2 separate regions of the Capra hircus genome follow, and region 1 is linked to region 2. A link is a contact called in public Hi-C data. All regions are on one chromosome and are shown on one strand. Each heading gives the region's core, a stretch centred on a gene start, on an enhancer-like site or on the middle of the called end of the contact. The rest is flanking DNA. Distances are from core to core; before and after follow the strand shown.

Evidence for each region. A called contact is a pair of places that touch in the nucleus more often than the background predicts.
Region 1: a Hi-C map of blood shows a contact between it and region 2, with 4 times the contacts expected there. The contact joins two enhancer-like sites. A contact is called at or near these places in 3 of 5 Hi-C or Micro-C datasets (all in blood).

The regions. Positions count from the first base shown.
Region 1 is chr17:18,548,655-18,551,381 of ARS1.2, forward strand. It overlaps HIP1R (huntingtin-interacting protein 1-related protein), which reads left to right. Exons shown (of 32, transcript XM_018061333.1): 22 at 1-37; 23 at 274-384; 24 at 604-662; 25 at 881-911; 26 at 997-1,059; 27 at 1,429-1,529; 28 at 1,640-1,745; 29 at 1,835-1,958; 30 at 2,038-2,099; 31 at 2,208-2,411; 32 at 2,668-2,727. The coding sequence ends at 2,712. Among named protein-coding and RNA genes, the nearest start is that of HIP1R, 25 kb to the left of the region's middle. Within about 2 kb of position 1,432, at least 3 of the 5 cell types and tissues checked have an H3K27ac peak or open chromatin away from gene starts, as enhancers often do.
Region 2 is chr17:18,498,343-18,501,042 of ARS1.2, forward strand. It overlaps CCDC62 (coiled-coil domain-containing protein 62), which reads left to right. Exons shown (of 14, transcript XM_018061332.1): 8 at 136-221; 9 at 565-680; 10 at 2,479-2,700. Among named protein-coding and RNA genes, the nearest start is that of CCDC62, 22 kb to the left of the region's middle. Within about 2 kb of position 1,364, at least 1 of the 5 cell types and tissues checked has an H3K27ac peak or open chromatin away from gene starts, as enhancers often do.

The sequences.
Region 1 (2,727 bases), core at 182-2,681, 50 kb after region 2:
GCGGACCCCCCTGCAGGGCATCCTCCAGCTGGGCCAGGTGAGGCGGGCAGCGGAGCGTGGGCCAGGGTCAGAGGAGGGCGGTGGAACTGGGTCCCCAGTTTCTCCGCATCTCCTTCCAGCTTGGGCTGAGTCAAGGGCTCACGTGCAGGGCCTGCCACTGTGGGGCACAGGTTGGGGAAAGAGCACTGCCCCAGGCTGGCCCCCAGGCTCTGTAGGGCAGCCGGGGCAGAATCCATCCACTCTGCCTAACTCCCGGATGCCTCGTCCCCCCAGGAGCTGAAGCCCAAGAGCCTGGATGTGCGTCAGGAGGAGCTCGGGGCTATGGTGGACAAGGAGATGGCGGCCACATCCGCGGCCATTGAGGATGCGGTGCGGAGGATCGAGGTAAGGACCAGGGGCGGGGGCAGGAGCCCCAGGTGCGCCTCCCTCTGCGGGAGGGCCCGCCAGCCTCTGCAGGTCAGAGGTGAGGGGCGGCTGGGGCCTGGCTCTTCCGCCGAGGCTCTTTGGCTGGTGGGGTGGTAGGGGCTGGCCAGCGCCGGTGTCCCCCTTCGTCGCATGTTGCCCTCCTCCCAGCCCACTCAAAGCTCTTGTTGTCGGCTGTAGGACATGATGAACCAGGCCCGCCATGCCAGCTCTGGGGTGAAGCTGGAGGTGAATGAGAGGTGAGCCCCACTTGTGCCTCCCGGTCTCCCCGGGACGGGTTCCTCAGTTTTCCCGGATCTGGGGAGGTGGGTTATGCCCCTCTGACTGCACACCCTGCCCTGTGGCCCCACCTGCTGTGCGCCCACGAGGCCAGGCCGAGCTCCCTGGCTCCCCGTGGCTTCCAGGGCCATAGTGCAGACCCTTTTCCCTCGTTCCCCGTCCCTCCTGCTCCTCCCAGGATCCTCAACTCCTGCACGGATTTGATGAAGGTGAGTGGCCGGCTGAGACCCAGGCTGGGAGGGCTCTGTACCTGGCAGGGCCGCCCAAGGGTGACTTGTGTCTTGATCTTGGCAGGCCATCCGGCTCCTGGTGACAACATCCACCAGCCTGCAGAAGGAGATCGTGGAGAGTGGCAGGGTGAGCCGAGCTGCTGGTGGGATGGGGCATCCCTGGCTGAGCCAGGTGGGGGCCCCTCCTAAGTGGGCAGGCTGCACAGCTCAGCCATCGAGGACAGATTCCTGCAAGGGGCCTGACTCCAGAGCCCTCTTTGTCCCAAATCACCCCGTGGTTTAAGATTCCCCCCAGGGCTCCTTTTGGGCTTGAGAACCCTGCAGTGTGCAGAGTGGCGGCAGCTGGTCCTCCCCCAGGGCCTGCAGCGTGCCTGGGAACCACAGCCCAGGGGTGCGCCCCTGTGGCTGGGTGACGGGAGAGGGCTCACCCCTGGGGATCTAGTGTCCCCCTGGTGACATCCTTGACTGGTCCGCCCTGTCCTCCTGTCACCACTAGGGGGCAGCCACGCAGCAGGAATTTTATGCCAAGAATTCAAGGTGGACGGAAGGCCTGATCTCTGCCTCCAAGGCTGTGGGCTGGGGAGCCACCCAACTGGTGTATGTTGCCCCAGGTCTGGGGGTGGGGTGGAGGGGGCAAGGTGGGGGTGCCTGGCTGTCCAGGGGGTCGGAGACCCAGGCCAGCCCCCTCCCCCCGCCTCTGCCCCCAGGGAGTCGGCGGACAGGGTGGTGCTGCACACGGGCAAGTACGAGGAGCTCATCGTCTGCTCGCACGAGATCGCGGCCAGCACAGCCCAGCTGGTGGCGGCCTCCAAGGTGGGGCTCCCCGGGAGACTGACGGCGGGGCGGTGCTGCCCACGGCGGGCCCATCCCTGAGCCGTCCCCGCGCCCCCCACGCCCTCCAGGTGAAGGCCGACAAGCACAGCCCCCACCTGAGTCGCCTGCAGGAGTGCTCGCGCACCGTCAATGAGATGGCCGCCAACGTGGTGGCCTCCACCAAGTCGGGCCAGGAGCAGGTCGAGGACAGAGGTGGGCGCTGGGGTCCTCGTGGGGTGGGGTGGGGATGGGGAAGGCACGCAGACGCTGACCCACCCCGCTCTGCCCTCAGACACCATGGACTTCTCCGGCCTCTCCCTCATCAAGCTGAAGAAGCAGGAGATGGAGACCCAGGTAGCTGCCCTCCCGCCTCTGCCCCCCTCCCGTCCCCCTTCTGCCCCCGCCCCGTCCCCTCTCCCTGGGGCAGGGCCCAGCCTGCTGAGCTGCTGTGCGGGGCTGCAGGTGCGGGCCCTGGAGCTGGAAAAGACACTGGAGGTGGAGCGTGTGCGGCTCGGGGAGCTGCGGAGGCAGCACTACCTGCTGGCCGGGGCCACAGGGGCACCGGGCGAGGAGGAGCCCAGCCAGCCCAGCGCCGCCCCCCGCAGCGGGACCAAGAAGCCACCCTTGGCCCAGAAGCCCAGCGTGGCGCCAAGGCAGGACCACCAGGTGCCCGGCCGGTGGGGGGTGATGGGAGGGGCCCTGGGGTGCTGTCCTGGCCTCTGCTCCCGGGTCTGTGGGGCGCTGGCCCTTGGGGACAGTCAGACACCACTGGGTGGGAGCAGACACGCTGCCCAGCACTGCGGGGAGCAAGGCAGGGGCCCAGGGCTCTTCCCGCGGGAGGTGCAGGGGGGGGCCCTGACCCAGGGTGTGTCCTGCACTCCTGGCGGTGGCCACTGAGCCCCCTCACCTTTGACTCTTGCAGCTCGACAAGAAGGATGCCAGCTACACAGCTCAAGTCGTGAACTAAGCCCCCTCCAAGGGG
Region 2 (2,700 bases), core at 114-2,613:
TTTGCAATTTTAAAATTCAGAAACTAGTGGGGGAAAAAAATTAGCCATGTGCACATTCAGTTGTTAGAAATGAAGAGGTGTGTATTGATGTGGCTGGTGAAAAATGTTTTAATAATATTTGTTCTTAAATAGCAGAGAGAGAAAAAAGGAAAGATGAGTTACTTGATATCGCAAAGTCAAAGCAAGAGCGCATGAACGCAGAGCTGCATAATCTGAGACAGGTACGTCCCCACTCCCTCTTCACTATTAAGTGGGAAACATTTATAAACAGACATCAAATTAGGCAAAGTGTATGCCTGGTGATTTTGTTCATGGTGCTTCTGGAATCCTGACTACTTTAAAGGTGTATCAATCGTATTAACCTCGCAGATGGAGTCTTGCTTATAGTAAAGGAGACTAGTTACACTAACAAATCTTGGTGCGAACAGGAAAAATGAAAGCTAACATACTCAGCATATGTTTTTAGCCACTGTCTGATACGTTTTAGCGTTTGAAACACCCAACTGTTGGCTTGCTTTAGCTTTGTCGTTACACTTTGTATTGATTTATCAATATCTACGGCAGATTTACGTAAAACAACAGCGTGATATGCAGTTTCTTAATTTCAATGTGGAAAATTCTCAGGAATTAATACAGATATATGACTCAAAGATGGAGGAATCAAAGGGCATGGAATCCAGGTAACCTTAGTAAGATGCCATTAATATGATATTGTATTTATTTCCGTCATTCATCAATGTTTGTTAAGTACCTACTATGGGTCAGTACTTACTACTATTCCCTAGATAGCAGGGAGTAAATGGGAAAAAATATATGTGAGCTAATAATTATCATTTTAATCCTGGGTTGTAGTGAGACTAGATTTAGAATTTTAGGCATGATCCTAATTAAACTATTTGATAAATTTCATTAAATACATTATTTGTGGGTATGTGTTGTATAAAAGGCTTTGAGGTAAAGTAGAAATTACAGAGATGAATAATTTATTCAGAACTCTGAGTATTTTAGGCACTGGGCTAGGAATAGGGAAAATAAAGATATACTGGGTATTATACTTATCTAAAAGAAAGAACATCAAAGAAGGGTAGAAATAACTGCAGTAGAAGTTCAGCTGAGGGTGACCTCTGCTCTCAGCTTGATTTTTCCAATAACAGGCAGTATGTGAATTAAATTCATTTCTGTAAAAGTAAAACATAAACATATGAAGAGTGGTTTAATTGACAAGCATACAGCTGTCCCACAGTTCAGTTTAGTCCATTCATCCAACCGAATAGTGAGGAAGTGGTGGAAAGGAGGGGGCATTCAGGGGACTCCCATCTCTCCATGTAAGGGCAGAAGCTGGGCCCAGTGGCGCGTGCCTTTCCCCGGGGGGCTGGGGTTCGAGGGTGGGAGTGGTCAGGAGTTGCAGGGTTTTGCTGCAGACTGGAAGGCTGGGGACTCACCCCACACTTTGCCACATTCGCTGTGCTTTTCTTCGGGGTCTTTCACTGGGGCTTCTAACACCATCGCTCTGTATCCCAGTATCTGCAGCTGCTACTAATAAACACCAGACCAAGCCGGCGATCTCCAGGAGGCAGAAGCCCCTAACCAGTTGTCTCTCTTTTCTTTTTGTACTTCATTTCCTCTGGGAGGCACCTGGCCTTAGACGATAGAGGTTATTCCTTAAGAACATAAAGTGGCCTTTCCCATTCTAGAAGGAGAATCAGAATCATATAGATTAGAACACCTGAACACATGTGACGTGAGCATTTTAACAGGCAGTGTATTAAAAGGTTTATCACAATGATTTTTATTTTATGCACATGTGTCATTTTTACTTTAGACTGGCTTTCAATACGTAGCTACATAGGTATGCAGCAGATAAATGGGATAGTAATGAATACAGTATGGTAAACACATTTGGCACTGTCCAGTTTATCTCTATACCTTGAATCCCCATTGCCTTTCAGTTCTGGCTTTAGCTCTGTTTACTGTGAAACTAATAGAATTAGGAAAAGAAATAACAGATCAGTCAGCAAGTATTTACAGAACACTGAGTGTGTATTAATGACTGTGCTAGGTGCTAGGGGCATTAAAAATGCCTTCATATGTGAAAAACACCCTTAAGCATCTTTAGACAAGACATTGATATGTATGCAACAGCGAGCCATACAGTTGTAATAGGAGAGTCTGTCTCTGATTAATTAAATCATGTATGCAGTAAGATAGTGATTTGCAGTATGGACAGTGTGTATAGTAGACCTTAAGGATGGGACATGGGGGAGTGGGCATATGGGGCTTGGTGATCACAAAGACTTCTTGGAGGAGGCTGGGCTAAAATTGGGCTCCGAAGAATATAAAAATTCTACCTTCTATTTTCAACTGAGACAAATGGGTTTTATTAAGGTTTAGCTCAACTGATGAGGTTTGAGTGAAATATTGAGAATGACAGTATCAAGTGTATCTTATAACTTCCCGTTTTTTGTAATGCCACCATAGCAGAGACATGTGTTTATCAGACCTTGAAAATAACCACCTAAAAGTCGATTTTAAGAGGGAGAAAAATCAGAAGTCACTGGTTAAGGACCAAAAATTTGAGACCACGTTGGTTCAGCAAACTAGGTCAGACAAGAGCTCTTGTGATGTATGCAAAGAGAAGAAACTACAGGTTAATACTTCATTTGGGGGAAAAAGTGTAATTGCTATCTCATCTCTATTTGC